Regions from separate parts of the Zea mays genome. Here region 2 is linked to region 1. Evidence: chromatin contacts called from public Hi-C data. All regions are on one chromosome and are shown on one strand. Each heading gives the region's core, a stretch centred on a gene start, on an enhancer-like site or on the middle of the called end of the contact. The rest is flanking DNA. Distances are from core to core; before and after follow the strand shown. Region 1 holds the start of LOC100273899. Region 2 holds the start of LOC100283739.

Region 1 (3,627 bases), core at 701-3,200:
TATACGTTTTTTGTAAAATAAAAAAATAATCGTGTTGGACCGGGCCAGCACTACGGGCCGAGGCTACAGCCCAAGCACGGCACGATGTTCTTGGCTCTTGCAAGCATTAGGTCGTTTCTGAGACCATATTGGCGCAATGGACTACATGGTGTTTGAGGTTGCTGAATTGGATGGAGCAGCAATGATTTGTCACACTAACAGTAAAATGAAAGGTTATTTGTTGGTTTTAAAGGTTAGTAATTGCTACAAAGTAGCATAATTTATATGGAGCGCATCCAGTTTTTATTGATGCCTGACTTTAGCAATCACTTCATATTTTGATCTATCTTTTTGATAAGATTGACTTCATGGGACTTATTTTAGAAACTTGATCTCACAAACTTTCTCTTATTTGGTCTCTGTATGATGGAATTATGTCATTTTATAATCTCTATTCATTCAGTCAATCGTTATGAACTCTCTTCTAATCGCTCACTTCATTGGTCGTGTTGTACCAAGACATATTTGCATGGAGTAAACAATAACATCAATTAGCCAAATCAAAAAAATATATTACACAGAGAGCGGAGACGATCAATAAAAAATCTTGAAATTTTTTTATGGATAGTTTACGTGGATATTGTTGTAAGCCGTCGCAACGCACGGCCAACCGACTAGTTTGCATTGGAGTGACAGTTTTACTAACGGACGAGTGAAAAGACCGCCATTTTCACTGGCTTTTCGCATAGTCCTATCCGTAGCGACAGACGCTAGCTGGTCAAAACAAGGTGTTTACCGCGCGCTAGTAGAAAGCATCATCACTATATATATGTACTTAGTGTAACAATAATACATTACAAACTTCAGATTTTGAACCAACAAAAGGAAAAAAAATTAAATATAGCTAGATTAGCTGGCATGGTATAAACGAATATCTGTCCTCTCGCAAAGGCAGACGTACAATTAGGAACTTTGGCACATATATATCGCTTTTCAGCCGATGATATGACACACAAAACATAATTAATAAAGGAGTAGCCCTCGGTTAGACCGACCTTTCAAGTTTCAAATTAAAATAGCTTTATTGACATATATATATGGCTTGTAGCGCGTACGTACGTACACTTTTTATTTCCGCTCTGGTAAAAAAAAATTAGTGAGCAAGATAATAACCACTTCGTTTCGGTTTCCACTTTGTACATTATAAAGAAACCAACGACGATGGGATCGGATATCCATTCCACTTGGGGCGTGCGTGCATGCGTTTGCCTTCCGATCCGATCCCACTTTACGCTGCCGTTCCTGTGTATGTGCGTGTGGCGGAGGTCATGTCTTTTGCGCGTGTTGCTGCTGGTAGTCTACGCTTCATTCATCACTGCAACTGCATGCAATTATCAGGTGGCGTCCACACACTTACTATGTGTTTGGTTCGAGGTCAAAATAGGATGAGGAGGAGGCGACACCGTCCCCTCAATTTTTTTATCACACCGCCACAAAAATTACTTTGGTATTCATATAGCCCCACGTGACTCTCTCTCATCCAAACACTATATAAACTATATTCGGTCTCTTCTATCCCTTCTTATACATCCAACTAAACACATATAGAAGAAATCGATGCATGCATGACATGGATTAACGGGCATCGCCCTCGTCGTCGTCCTTAACGCGCGCGCTCGTATACCTTTCCTGCGTCACTTTGTCGTGGTAAAGCAAAAGCGACAGAGTAGGGAAATAAATAAATAAAGAAGAAGAAGAAAAAATGCAGTTGTGTGTGCGTGTGTATGAGTACATACAAAGGACGAAGAGTGAGAGAGTGTGTAGCGAGAGAAAGGGAGCGGGAGGAGAGGAAAGCAAGGGAAAGTTCGTTCAGAGAGATAAAGGAGTGAAGCGAAAGGAAGCGCGAAAACAAAAACAAGGCCCAGATTCCTCCTCTCCGGCCGGATCCTCTCACCTCTCTCTTTCTCTCTCCTTCTGTTGCTGGGTGTTGTTGTTGTTGCTGTTCCCTTCTCCCTCTCTCTCCCTCCCCATCTCCCTCTCCATCTCCATCTCTGTAGCTATAGGGAGGAGATGTATTCCGACTTCCGAGCCCCCCATCTCCAAGGAAATTGCGACGAGCCCATCGTTCCATATCTCCCTTTAAGATTGACCTGAGACTGCTTCGTCCACACCACGAGTGCAAGAGAGGTGGGAGACAGACACACAGAGAGAGAGAGAGAGAGAGAGAGACTGGCGAGGAAGAGATAACGAACCAGCATTTGCTGCGTCACCAGCTCTCTACCTAGCAAGCTAGCTAGCGGCCGGTGCGCGCGGCGGCGATGAACAGAGGACAATTCCGGGCCTCGCCTTTGCAGCAGCAGGTGATCTGGAGCGCCGATACCGCCACGGCCAGCAGCAGCAGCGTCGTCATGAGCGCCTTCAACTTCAATTCGTGCCATGAGGATCAAGAGGCCTTCTCCCCCAACAACCTGCCGTCCTTGTCTTCCCCGTCGCTGCTCTTCTCCCACGACCAGCAGCAGTCGTTTCCGCACACCGGTACCACTACCACCTCTCCGGGCCACCAACTTCTTGCCAACCGCGGCGCAGCAGCGGGCGGCTGCCTTCCAAGTCTGCACGACGGCGGCCAGGAGAACCACCACATGCCGGAGTCGTGGAGCCAGATGCTTCTGTAAACACCTCTCTCTCTCTCTCTCTCTCTCTCTCTCTCTCTCTCTCTCTCTCTCTCTCTCTCTCTCTCTCTCGTCTTCACGACTTCACCCTGGCGGTGGCGGCCCTCTCTATCATGCATGCAACAGATCCATCCACAATTACAAACCTCCACTACATATATGTAAAGCTTCAGTTCTCTCTAATACATGACAGTAGAGCTCGATCTAGGTGAAGGAATAAAGTGGTTTTAACCCACTTTGTCCTACAGCGGATCAAGCCTTTCAAATTAAGCGTTAATCTACCTTCCCTGTCTCTAACCATGCATCTTATGCATGTTCACTTTGCTCCGCTAATATAGCTCGCAATCATTCCCATCGTCCTCCATGGACTCATGCATCTGTGCGGTGCTCGCCTAGCTTAATTAGTTGGTTGCCTAACTACATGTGCAGAGCGGGGCTAGTCGGAGGAGATCAGGAGCGCTGCACCGCAGCTCTCCTGTCAAAGGGCATGGACGATTGGGGGGATCACGCTGCGACTGCAAGCGCGGCGTGCATGGTGGGTGGCGGCGGTACGAAGAAGGATGAGGGCTCCGCCGTGCCTCAACAACCTCCGTATAGCTTCTACGGGAGCCACGGCCACCTCGCTGCTGGCGGTGATGAGCATGAGATGCCGGCGCCAGCCAGCAAGGCTCAGCTCAGCCAGATGCTCCTGGCCTCGTCTCCTCGCTCGTGCGTCACCACGAGCCTCGGCAGCAACATGCTTGACTTCTCCAACAGCGCGCCGCCGATGGAGCTGAAGCGCCACCATCATCACTCTGATAACTCATCCGAGGTGAGATGAGCATGAGCTACCTTAATATAATCAGGCATTTCCCAAAAAAAAATTTATCGAGTTGATTCAGGCATACGAGACATATATAGTTAGATATGCACATTACTAAACTACTATTTAAGCAGACACGGCCGACATGGAATGCATTCGTTTTATTTGCCAACTTAA
Region 2 (3,627 bases), core at 710-3,209, 630 kb after region 1:
GAAGGAGCGGAGAGCAAAGGAAGGAGCAAAGCAGAGGAAGAAGGGGGGAGGGACAGCAAATCAGAGGAGAAAAGAGACGTACCTATAAGCAGAAGGCAGTGGAGGAGTCGAATCAAGGAGCACATGGGACAGTGGTCATAGAAGGAGGTAGCCAGGCTGTGCTGCTTGGTTCCAGTTGCTCCACCGCCATCTCCTCTTCCCTCTCCCCTCTTTCCCTCCCCCTCTGCTTCCAATATAGGATGCCTTCTCGCAAAGGTGTAGGTATGACTCCCTCGTGTTTCCTACACGCAACTCACTCTCACTTTCCATGCCAGCAACCTTCCTTCTCCCGCATACAGCGCCTTTTCACATGTGTTGCAGCCGTTTGATGCCTTGGTGCGTGAGGCGATGCCATACGAACAGAATCGACAAGCTCGAGACCTTGATTGGAAAATCGCTCGGACACCTAGGCTATGCCTTGAGAACCATGGCGATTTCTCCACTTTCATACATAGATCAAGTTCTAAGTCGCTCTAGTCTAGGTGGAAAAACAACTAGACAAAGTGCATAGTGCCATACAAGGCAGTGCAGCTCCACCCAGTGCCTAGGCATAACCTATTACTACTTTTATAACAGATGGCTAAATATTTAAAATCTAATTCACAGATAATAAATATGCTACTAAAAGTAATTCCAAGGTTTGCTTAACCATTACAGAAGCAATACAAAAACTATGAAGATCAAGGAATATTCAAGCTGATTAAAAGAATAACCTCTTCTGAAAACTTTGTTATTCTAAAGTCTAAACCAATTCAAATTGCTTGCAAAGTAACTGTAAAGACATTTTTTGAAGTCATACTGTCATAGAGAGATAAAAATACTAGTTCTACGGTAAGGAACCCTATCAGAAACATATATTACACATCTTGATCCACATCCATAAAGCACATAAACTTTGTCAAGATACATACAAAAGCATATGTACATAATCCTGCTGTAAACATTGTGAATAAGAAAAAGTTAATGAGCTCTCACCAATTTAGGGTTGTGAAAACCAACTTGGCCTACATCCATTGAAGGGGTCTTCTTCAAATTGTACCATGGAGTATAAACTACATCAATGTTATTGACTTTATTACCTGCACCAAAAATGAAGAAATCATCACATGTGCCGGACTACAGCTTGTATTCCACATTCTTGCAAGAAAAAATGAAGCCAAAATTTGTGATATAATATTGTCTCTTTGTAGTTTGTCCAACCTTGAATGGAATTAGCTTTGACAAGCTGCGCACAGTCTTCCAGCAAACCCTCACTCATGTCATCCATTGATTGACCTTTATTCAATCTCACATACACATGTGCAGAGGACATCTTATCTACATGGAACCTGTAATCACCCAAACCAGTTTAAGGTAAGAAGCACGACTCTTAATTGTATATTTTAATAAGAAAATGGAATTTGCAAAAGTCAATGATATGTACAAAAGGTGAACTTAACATGTACAACAGAAAAGCATTGACAATTGTCTGACAAGTATACAGACCAGCAAAAAACACAGAGAACAAACGATTTCACGCGACTGGTAACCACTAAGGAGCACCCACACGACCAAGGGAAGATGAGGTTACCAGATGTCCTCGGGGAAGCCGTATTTGATGAGGTCCTCGTTCTCGTACTTGTCAAGACCCATGAAGATGGTATAGTCGCCGGCCTCGGGCCGCGCCTTGAAGTAGAACACCATCCCCGCACTTGAAGCTAGGCCGGCCGGCCGCCCGAACGGATCGAGGAGGGGAGGGAGTCCCCGGGTCCGGGCGGCGGAATCGGGCAGATCTCACGGTGGCTCTGGACTGGAGGCGGCGAGAGATTGCGGCGAGGGAAGTTGGGGAATTGAGGGAAATGGGAACTTTTTATCTAGTCTAGGGTTTCGTGCGCGTGGAAACGAAGCAGTCGGGCTGTTAGGCGTCTTCAAATTTTGTTTTATTCATACTTCTTTCTTCGCTTTTTTATTGTCTTCGATTGGGCACGTAAAGCTTCCTACGTACACGGTTACCGTGCACCTGATCCTGATCATGAGCCGTCCTAGCAGGCCAATCCAATCTGATACGGTCCGAAAAAAACTGGTTCGATCCAACCAGATCAATCCAACTGACAGTATGGACTACCCCTACGGTATTGAAATACTAGTCATTTTGGACATGAATACGCATACCAAGAAATGTTTAAGTTGAAGTCATATTTTCGATTGTACCCATATTAAATATTTCTCGTTGTCTCATCCATTGAATTCTATTTGGGGTTTCAATTGGTCAGCAACGCTGCTTTCTATCATGCATTTCTAAGTTTGATTCTTGTGGCCTCCCTTTTTTGCATGGATGTTGCACCTTTTTATTTTTGCACTGCGCTCCGCGCCTAGAATATTTTCGCTAGAAATTGCACTGCGCGCCCAGAATATTTTTGCTACAAATTGCACCGCGCATCCAGGACGTCGTTTCGTGACTTGCACCTGCTCTTAGCGTTCGTCAGTTATTAAAGCCTTACGTTGGGCTCCTGGTACCAACAAACAGAAGCAGCAAAACTCCAAAACAAAGCAATGGCGTTGCATGTTGAAAATGCTACATTTGACTTGAATATGGAGCCACCTATTGAGAATGATTTTGGTGCATGTTGAAAATGCTACATTTGACTTGAATATGGAGCCACCTATTGAGAATGATTTTGGTACGTACATGGTCTGGTTACTTGCCATTTGATTTTTTACTTATTGTTCACTTTTAAAAAAAAATCAATAGACTTGAACATGGCGCCTAGAGAAGACGGTGATGTATCGGACTTTACTCTCGAAGAGACTACCATACATACTCTCATTTCTAATATTTTTTCAATAGACTCGAACGTGGTGCCTACAATAGACGATGATACAATAGACTTGAGTAAGTGATTACTCCTACTAGTACGCTACACTTTTTTTTAGAAATAATCTTGTTGCCATTGATTTGTCCGTGGACTTATAGTTTTCTACTAACTGTTTTTACGTAGACGAAGGAGGAGGGATATTACTGGAGAACAAAGTAAACAAATCTACCAAACCTTGTTGGCTAAAAGCACGAATGGGAACCTAGGGAAGAATGTCACGAAAGAAGTTGCTGCACAATTTGGAGTTCATGTTCGCACTGTTCAGCGCCTGTGGCATGACGGTAAAACCTATCTGTCTCAAGGCATTTCTGTTAATGTTGGTCCTAAAAAGAGAGGTATCAGGCCGTAAACCAACTCCAGTTAATTTGGAAGAATTGTGCAGTGTTGACCTTAAAAATAGAACGACCCTAGAAGATGTGTGCAAGATACTTAGCATTAGCAAATCTAAGCTTTTGAAACACATACGGCAAGGTGATGTTAAGCGACATACAAATAGTATAAAACCACATTTGACTGATGCAAACAAGAAGGCTCGGTTGCAATGGTGTGTGGACATGCTTGAACATGAAAGTTTGCAAGTTAGTCCAAGGTTTAAGAGTTTGTTTGATCATGTTTTCATCGATGAGAAGTGGTTTTTCCTTACTAGAAAATCTGAGAGGTATTATTTGCTTCCCGATGAGGACGAACCTTTACGTACTTCCCGCAAAATCTTTACTCCGAGCTCACGACAGAG

Evidence for each region. A called contact is a pair of places that touch in the nucleus more often than the background predicts.
Region 2: a Hi-C map of tassel shows a contact between it and region 1, with 1.6 times the contacts expected there. The contact joins the promoter of LOC100283739 here to the promoter of LOC100273899 in region 1. A contact is called at or near these places in 2 of 25 Hi-C or Micro-C datasets (ear and tassel).

Annotation. Positions count from the first base shown.
Region 1 is chr8:113,723,597-113,727,223 of Zm-B73-REFERENCE-NAM-5.0, forward strand. It overlaps LOC100273899, which reads left to right and starts at 1,951. Exons shown (of 8, transcript NM_001148291.1): 1 at 1,951-2,647; 2 at 3,078-3,459. The coding sequence starts at 2,298.
Region 2 is chr8:114,353,067-114,356,693 of Zm-B73-REFERENCE-NAM-5.0, forward strand. LOC100283739 reads right to left here and starts at 1,960. Exons shown (of 6, transcript NM_001156638.3): 1 at 1,610-1,960; 2 at 1,240-1,367; 3 at 1,015-1,118. The coding sequence starts at 1,722.